2 separate regions of the Pan troglodytes genome follow, and region 2 is linked to region 1. The links are chromatin contacts, called in public Hi-C maps. All regions are on one chromosome and are shown on one strand. Each heading gives the region's core, a stretch centred on a gene start, on an enhancer-like site or on the middle of the called end of the contact. The rest is flanking DNA. Distances are from core to core; before and after follow the strand shown. Region 1 has its middle 330 kb from the start of NRG1. Region 2 holds the start of NRG1 (neuregulin 1).

What was found. Hi-C and Micro-C count contacts between places; a contact is called where the count stands out from the background.
Region 2: a contact with region 1 is called in a Hi-C map of stem cell-derived neural progenitor cells, with 14 times the contacts expected there. The contact joins the promoter of NRG1 here to the enhancer-like site in region 1. A contact is called at or near these places in 4 of 7 Hi-C or Micro-C datasets (blood, induced pluripotent stem cells and stem cell-derived neural progenitor cells), 1 of 1 datasets of contacts at active chromatin or transcription factors (stem cell-derived excitatory neurons) and 1 of 1 other capture datasets (stem cell-derived neural stem cells).

Annotation. Positions count from the first base shown.
Region 1 is chr7:40,607,979-40,611,624 of NHGRI_mPanTro3-v2.0_pri, forward strand. No RefSeq gene overlaps it. Among named protein-coding and RNA genes, the nearest start is that of NRG1, 330 kb to the right of the region's middle. Within about 2 kb of position 2,068, at least 3 of the 24 cell types and tissues checked have an H3K27ac peak or open chromatin away from gene starts, as enhancers often do. A contact at or near this core is called in stem cell-derived neural progenitor cells, where this site is marked.
Region 2 is chr7:40,933,469-40,937,114 of NHGRI_mPanTro3-v2.0_pri, forward strand. It overlaps NRG1 (neuregulin 1), which reads left to right and starts at 1,702. Exons shown (of 12, transcript XM_519699.8): 1 at 1,702-2,216. The coding sequence starts at 2,117.

The DNA of each region.
Region 1 (3,646 bases), core at 818-3,317:
CTCTGAAAAAGAGGGTGTGATTACAGCATATATTGATTGGGTACTGATTATGGGACATTTTCATTGTGTTTGTTGTTGTTGCAGTAGACTAAATGTTGAGCCCGTGAATCTCTTGTGTTGGCATTGTCAGAAAAAAGTTGTATTTTTTTTTAAACTGGTCTAAAAGGAAAAAAAATTGAACATACATCTTTATATATTTTTTGCTCTCTTCTCAACCATGTTTAGTGTTTTGTTTATATTCAAAGGATTTTATTTTCACATTTACAATTCTTTGTCTGTCATTCAAATCTTTGTTACCAAAACAGTTTGCTCTTTTTCATCATTCACTAAGCATTCCTTTCACAGCTAAGCTAAAGTGTCTATATGGAAACATACACACACACACACACACATGCACACACACACACATGCACACACACACACATGCACACACACTTTTTCCAGGCCACAGACAGGAAGATATGTGTAAATGTATACATGTTTTCAGTAGCATATATACACAAGGGTCTCCAATAAGATTTTTCTAGAAACAAAGGTTGATACTATTTCATTTCATATTATTGTAAAGTGCTAATTCTAAGTAAAAGTAGACTAAAAAAGAGATAAAAATAAAGATAAAAATGAGTGGGCTCTCACTACCTTGTTTTTTTCTTTTTGTTTTTCACTTAATCTCTTGCTTTTTAACTCCTTCCTTCTCTGCCTCTTATGAATGACACCAGGAAGAGTTATTGTAAACAATTGGAATTTCTAAAGTTCTGTGTAACTGTTAATATATTCACTATATGCATGATATAATTTATAAAATTAATCTTTGAAACTGTTAACCCCTAGAAACAGAAAGAAAGAAAGAAAGAAACATAAAGAAATCTTGACCCACTATAAATCCTGTTTTCTCTGCCATCTCCCCCAGTTACACCCAGGGCAAGTCTATCTTCTTCAAAGACATTCAGTCAGCCCACAGCTTTTTATCTTTTCAAACCTTTAATTGCACCATTAGCTACGGAACCTTGATTTCCTTAATTTTTCCCCCACTGTCACTGCAACCATCACATGTGGCTCTCAGAGCTTCTAGTTCCCTGGAAACAGGATTTCTATCTGCCATCACCAGGTATAAGGTGCCACCACTTGAAGGGATCTGCCCTATCAAAAATGAGGAAATATACTGATCAAAATGGCTGGAGAAAGTGACCAGCCAAAACACAGCTTCACAGTCTTGCCTGTTTTAAGTAGATTCTATTTCCATTTTGCCAGTGACAGCACTAAGCAAATAAGCAATGTTGCCAATCCGAGAACAGCCTGCATTCAAGGTATTCAATCAATCAAAGAGAGACAATGGCATTCTCTCAAAGATCAGATGTTTTGTAGTGCAACTATATTGTTCTGTTTTTCTTTATCTCAATTATCAGATAGACAGGAAAAAATACAACAAAATAGCATGTAGTTGATTTACCAAAAATAAATAGCAAAGAAAAAACAAGAATAACTAGAAAACACCTGACAATTTTAGAAAAAAAGTAATCAAATTTCCAATTACTAGACAAGATATAAATAAAGAGCATTTATAAAATGTTTAAATCCATTCTTTTAAAACGATAAACAACTTCTCTAACTGGAAATTACTGTGCAGCTGCTACTTTGTATTTTATTGGTATAAAATAACTTTAGAGTTCTATTTCATTGCATTGCAAAGATGTAATACTTTGCCATAATTAGGTTTAAATCTTGCAAAAATAGAAACCTGCATTTTTTTGGTTTTATATTAGTTTTTTTAGGTGATGCTATTCAATGGGAGGATATAATTGCTGTTTCTATGACCTTGGGTGAGTCATTTAACCCCTCTGAACCTTGGTTTCCTTCTTTGGTTGAAAATAGAGACAGTAATACTTGACCTCTCTCTCCAGATTTTGATCGGGTTAAAGAGGCCAATAAAAATGAATGTGATTTTGTAAATACTGATACACACATCTGATACACTGTTGTGTATTTTTGCACCTCCTCAGCAGTGCTCTAGCTAGTCTGTCCTTGTCCTTGTCAACTGTACGTGAACATGATGCCCTCTAGTGACTGCACTTTGTAGATGCTGTGGGCCCCAAGGAAGCCTTGAGAGGAAAAAAGAGCTTAATGAAGTTAGAGAAGGGAAGGGAGGCCCGTAGCAGAAAATTATGGGTTATAAACCAATAAAAGCAGCAGGAAAAATAAGCAGCAGCTGACTATGAGTAAGAGGACAAGATGCACAAAGAGGGAGAAGAGAAAATAAGCAGAATAGAGAGAGAGGTGATATGTAGCTGATTTTGGAAGAGCTCACTGTGGCCTGGAAGGAGAGGAACAGGAATCTCTGCCCAGCTTTGTTTATAACTGACAGTAGGTCCTTCCGTTCATGTAAGCTCTGCCCTCCACAACTCACCCTGTGACTGCAAAATGAGATAGTTAAAATTAAGATTCAGAATTCTTTGAGTCAACGTAAGAAGATGAGCGAAAATTACAATGAAAATGAGAACTGAAGGAGGAAGAGTCTGTGGAAGCGATTTCCAGGATCTTGTTTACTGTGTCTGAGGTCACCTCAGTATTGCAGTAACTTAATAACAACCAAGCGGCTGAATGAGGCAAGCTCAGGTGGGGTTTGGTCGATCGCAGGATGATCCTGTACTCTTGTAGTAACAGGAGTGTTTTGCAGTACAGCTCCACCCTTCACAAGGATCCAGCACCTGTGAGATTGCATCCTCTTAGACTGAATGCCTAGGAGTCTCACTGACTACCTGTCTGAAGAGCTCCTTCTTCTTTTCTAAATTAATCCTTCTTTACTTAGAACTATCTGAGAATCAAGTGATCTTCCAGTGGGAGGATATTTAAACCCAGCTTCCCCTTTCAAATTACAGATGCTATAATCCTGTCTGCATTAGGCTTAGGTCATGCTTTCTCTAAACGAACTGTGTATTACAGGAAAGTAATCAAAGTCCACAAGAACTGTGTAATTAAACCAGTGATGGTGCAAATAATCCAGAAGTCTGTCATTGCTCTCTCTAGACAAAGGATCACTCAAAGATGAGCATTTGAACTAATTTTACTGAAAGACAGGATGATGCAGCTGAATGGAAAGAACACTGCATAGGGGTCAGAAGGTGTGGATTTTCATTCTGACATGGACATTTGCTATCTGCCTGATCTTCTGCAATATTCTAAACTTAACAAAGCCTTATCTATACAATGGGAATTAATCCATTTATTCATATATATTAAAGATTTTCAATGTGCCAGGCACTGTGTTAAACTCCCAGATGGCAGTGAGAAACAAACTCTAGAATTTCTGAGTCATGATAAAGATGAAACAAGTGTTATATTTTAAAACTCGAAATGTCATAACAGTGTAAGGTACTATGCATTCCTAAAGCAACATAAAACAATAGGGATTTTTCCAACCTTAAAGAGCAGCATTTAAAATTGAGTCTTGCCTTGGGAGCCTGTGACCCACGGGAGCATTGGAAATGACATCAACCACGAAGTCTTTTTTCTTCCACTGAAATGCAAAACCTGCTACCTCCCTGGAGCTATTAGCTTGGCCAAATAGTCCTCTGTTAGTAAGTGGACAAAGTAGTTACTGCATGGCTGACTGCAACTCTTTATTTAAATATTTCCCTCATGTCTAGAT
Region 2 (3,646 bases), core at 452-2,951, 330 kb after region 1:
GCTACTGAGATATATTCATCATCTTTTCTCTGCTTTTGCTGTCTTTATAGCCCAGTGAAATTTATATTTGGTGTTTGTAGGAAGGCTATCAGAAGCTACTTGGACATCAAACTTTTAAACTATAAATAATGATGGCAAGACTGCTAGGATATCTTTTCACAGTTAAACCCATTCAACAGAGTTTCGTTCTTATGACAGTGCAAATTAAACTAGAATAAAATTAGTGTGATTTTAGGACAGTTTTAAAGTGAACATATTTCCCTCCCTCCCTTCCCATCTACATATCAAGGAGACACTCCAGACTGCACTTTTATTTAAATTGCGGCCATCAGAAAATACCGTGAGAAGGTCGTGTGTAGGTAATGGTTCAGTTAGCATTGACCCCAGAAAATGGAAAACCAAGAGCAAGTCACTTTTAAAGTGAAGCAATAGATTTTGAATATGGATTGTTCCAACTCACCACTTCCCGACCACAACACAAGAGTATTTCACTGTAAATTAAGAGTGTAAGTTAGCCACAGCTGTGGTATAACTCTGAGAATGTTTTCTCTACATGTGGACAATTCTGGATCCTTCCGTGGTGCCCGTTACCCTGGTCTTTAACTTTTGTCCTTTGCAGGGGAGGGGTCAATGCCTTATTTCCTTGCTCTTTAGAATTCTCCACCAGAGGGAGGACAAGGGAAGGAGTAGGTTTCACGCGCAGTTCTGAGTAAAGTTTGAATCTGAGAAACCCCACATTCACGAATTAAGGATCTCCAGTTCTGTGTCTTTATTCTACCCCTCCCTGCCTGCTTTTCCACTCGGCAGAACTGAGTGACTTTCAGCGGCTGCAGTAATTTTAATTATTCTGAGTCGTGCTCCGAACTATGTTTTTTATCAGTTCCTCTGAAAATTAAGTTGTAGTAAGAGACGTAGTTTAAGGGCACCCCCTTAGAAGAGGCCAGGTTATTTTTTAAGGAAAAGCTGAAGATTTCTAACAGGCACTTACTAAACACACACACACACACACACACACACGCACACGGCGCAGACCCAGCAGGAGAGCGCAACCTAGCATCTTTAAGGTTCGCTTAGCCCTTCCTGTGCACCTGGAAGGAAGCCTTTTCTTAAACTCCCTTCCACCTAGAGTTTATTTTCGCCTGCGTGCGACAGGGCTTTTGTACTTAAGTGAGTTAAGGAATGAACCCCGAACTCTTCTGGGAAAGCCACCAACGTTCCCCCCGCACTCCTCCCAGGGTTCCTGACCACGGAGCCTCTGCTTGGGGCACAGGTGTGGGAGTCGCAAACTTTTCTCTGCGCCGTGCTTCTCCGCGTGGAAGGGGACGGAGCAGCCCTCCCAGGCGCTGCCTGGCTGCGGAGGGGAGCGGGCAGCGAGAGCCTCGGGTCTCCGCCTGGGTTCCCGGGTCTCCGGGGCGCTGGCCTCGGTCTCCGCGCAGCGTCCAGCGACCCCTGTCGGGGGTTCCCGGCAGCCGCGCCGCCACCCCCCGCCCGGCCAGCGCGGGAGGAAAAGGGGCTGCGCCCGGGAGCGCCGAGCCCAGGCTCCTCCCGGTGGCGTGTCCGCGCCTCGGGGTGGGGGTGTGGTGGGGAAGAGGGAGGGGGCGAGGCCAGGGGAGGGTGCGAAGGAGGCGCCTGCCTCCAACCTGCGGGCGGGAGGTGGGTGGCTGCGGGGCAATTGAAAAAGAGCCGGCGAGGAGTTCCCCGAAACTTGTTGGAACTCCGGGCTCGCGCGGAGGCCAGGAGCTGAGCGGCGGCGGCTGCCGGACGATGGGAGCGTGAGCAGGACGGTGATAATCTCTCCCCGATCGGGTTGCGAGGGCGCCGGGCAGAGGCCAGGACGCGCGCCGCCAGCGGCAGGACCCATCGACGACTTCCCGGGGCGACAGGAGCAGCCCCGAGAGCCAGGGCGAGCGCCCGTTCCAGGTGGCCGGACCGCCCGCCGCGTCCGCGCCGCGCTCCCTGCAGGCAACGGGAGACGCCCCCGCGCAGCGCGAGCGCCTCAGCGCGGCCGCTCGCTCTCCCCCTCGAGGGACAAACTTTTCCCAAACCCGATCGAGCCCTTGGACCAAACTCGCCTGCGCCGAGAGCCGTCCGCGTAAAGCGCTCCGTCTCCGGCGAGATGTCCGAGCGCAAAGAAGGCAGAGGCAAAGGGAAGGGCAAGAAGAAGGAGCGAGGCTCCGGCAAGAAGCCGGAGTCCGCGGCGGGCAGCCAGAGCCCAGGTGGGTGCGCAGCGCGGCCCGGGCCCCACGATCCTCCTCCTGCTCCTCCTACTCCTCCTCCTCCTCGGATGCCGTGGCCTCTCCCTCCCCCTCTCCCTCGCCCATCCTCTTCGCCCTGCGCTCTGAGCACCCGTGGAGTCGCGCGGTGCTTCCCCTCCTGGGGGCCGCCGCTCACCTGGGCGCCGAGTCCTACCGGGCGCCTACGCCCAGAGCTCAGGGCAAGGGACAGCAGTCCCGGCCGCACCCTCCCAGAGTCCCGGGAGCGCTTCGCTCCCTGGCACGGCCCCTCCCCAGCGCCTTAGCGGCTGAGCCCAGCCCGGGAGTGGGACCTGGGGTATAGGAGTCGAGGCTGCGTGCGCGCGTGCCCCGCGCCATAAGCGCTTTGCACGGGGGCCGTGTGCCCTCTAGCGGGAAACGCTGGAACGGGCCGCCTGGAGGGAGAGCCGGTCCCCTCGGTGTGCCTGGCAGCGCAGAAGTGGGTGGTCGAGCAAGAAGCCGCGTGGGAAGTTAGCTTCGGCGTTTTGGGGCACAGGGCAAGCGATGTAGAGTGCGCGCCGGTTCATCTTGATTCAGTCCTGTGCTACGGAGACTCAAGAGCAGCGGCAGGGATTCCTAAAGGTCAGCGAAGCAGATGAAATCTAGTCCAGTGCCAGGAATCAGCTCTGCCCCAAACAAGTTCTACAAACTTTTGGCTTAACAGTTCTATTTTTCAAGACCTCTGTGATAAATATGGTTAATTTACTTTCCCAAGAGATGTAAGAAAACAACCGTTTATCTGAATTTTTGAACCCAATTGTTTGCTGGTTATCTATATAATAAAATGGCAATTGAAGCTTTCTAGAAACAAATCTTGTATTTCATCATCAGAACACGAGCATGAACAAAAGCTTTACCTTAGATGTCCCTAGGAAGCGCTGATGCTTTGGACATTACCTTGGACAAAAGAGGCATGTCGAATAAATACTTGTTTATGAGTGATTGGTAGGTAGCTGATAAAAGAGGGGAGGAAGGAGATGGGGGAGAATTTATTTTTTGCCTCTGCAATTCCCAATTATTAATTGATCCAGATGCCTTAAGTCGCTTCGAGCGTACCCCCAACACACATTTCATGAAGCACTTCTGCAGAATTAATTCACTAGTACTTGATAATACTGTGGCTACAGTAATACTGTAGAAGTATTTGTCCCTTGCTGGAAGAAAACAAACCACATTTGCTTGGTCTTCTTACTGGTATCACTGATAGCATTTCAGAACCTGGGTTATTGGCAGAGACCTTCAGCAGAGTTTTGAGCAAAACAGAAATTGAACAGAGAGTAATTGTTTCACCACTGGCCATTCTTGTGCTTGCTTCTTTAATAAGATCCTGCTGATCATATTCACTTCAATTACTGATCATTGCCCCTCATGAGGGTGTATTGAATTTTTCCTTA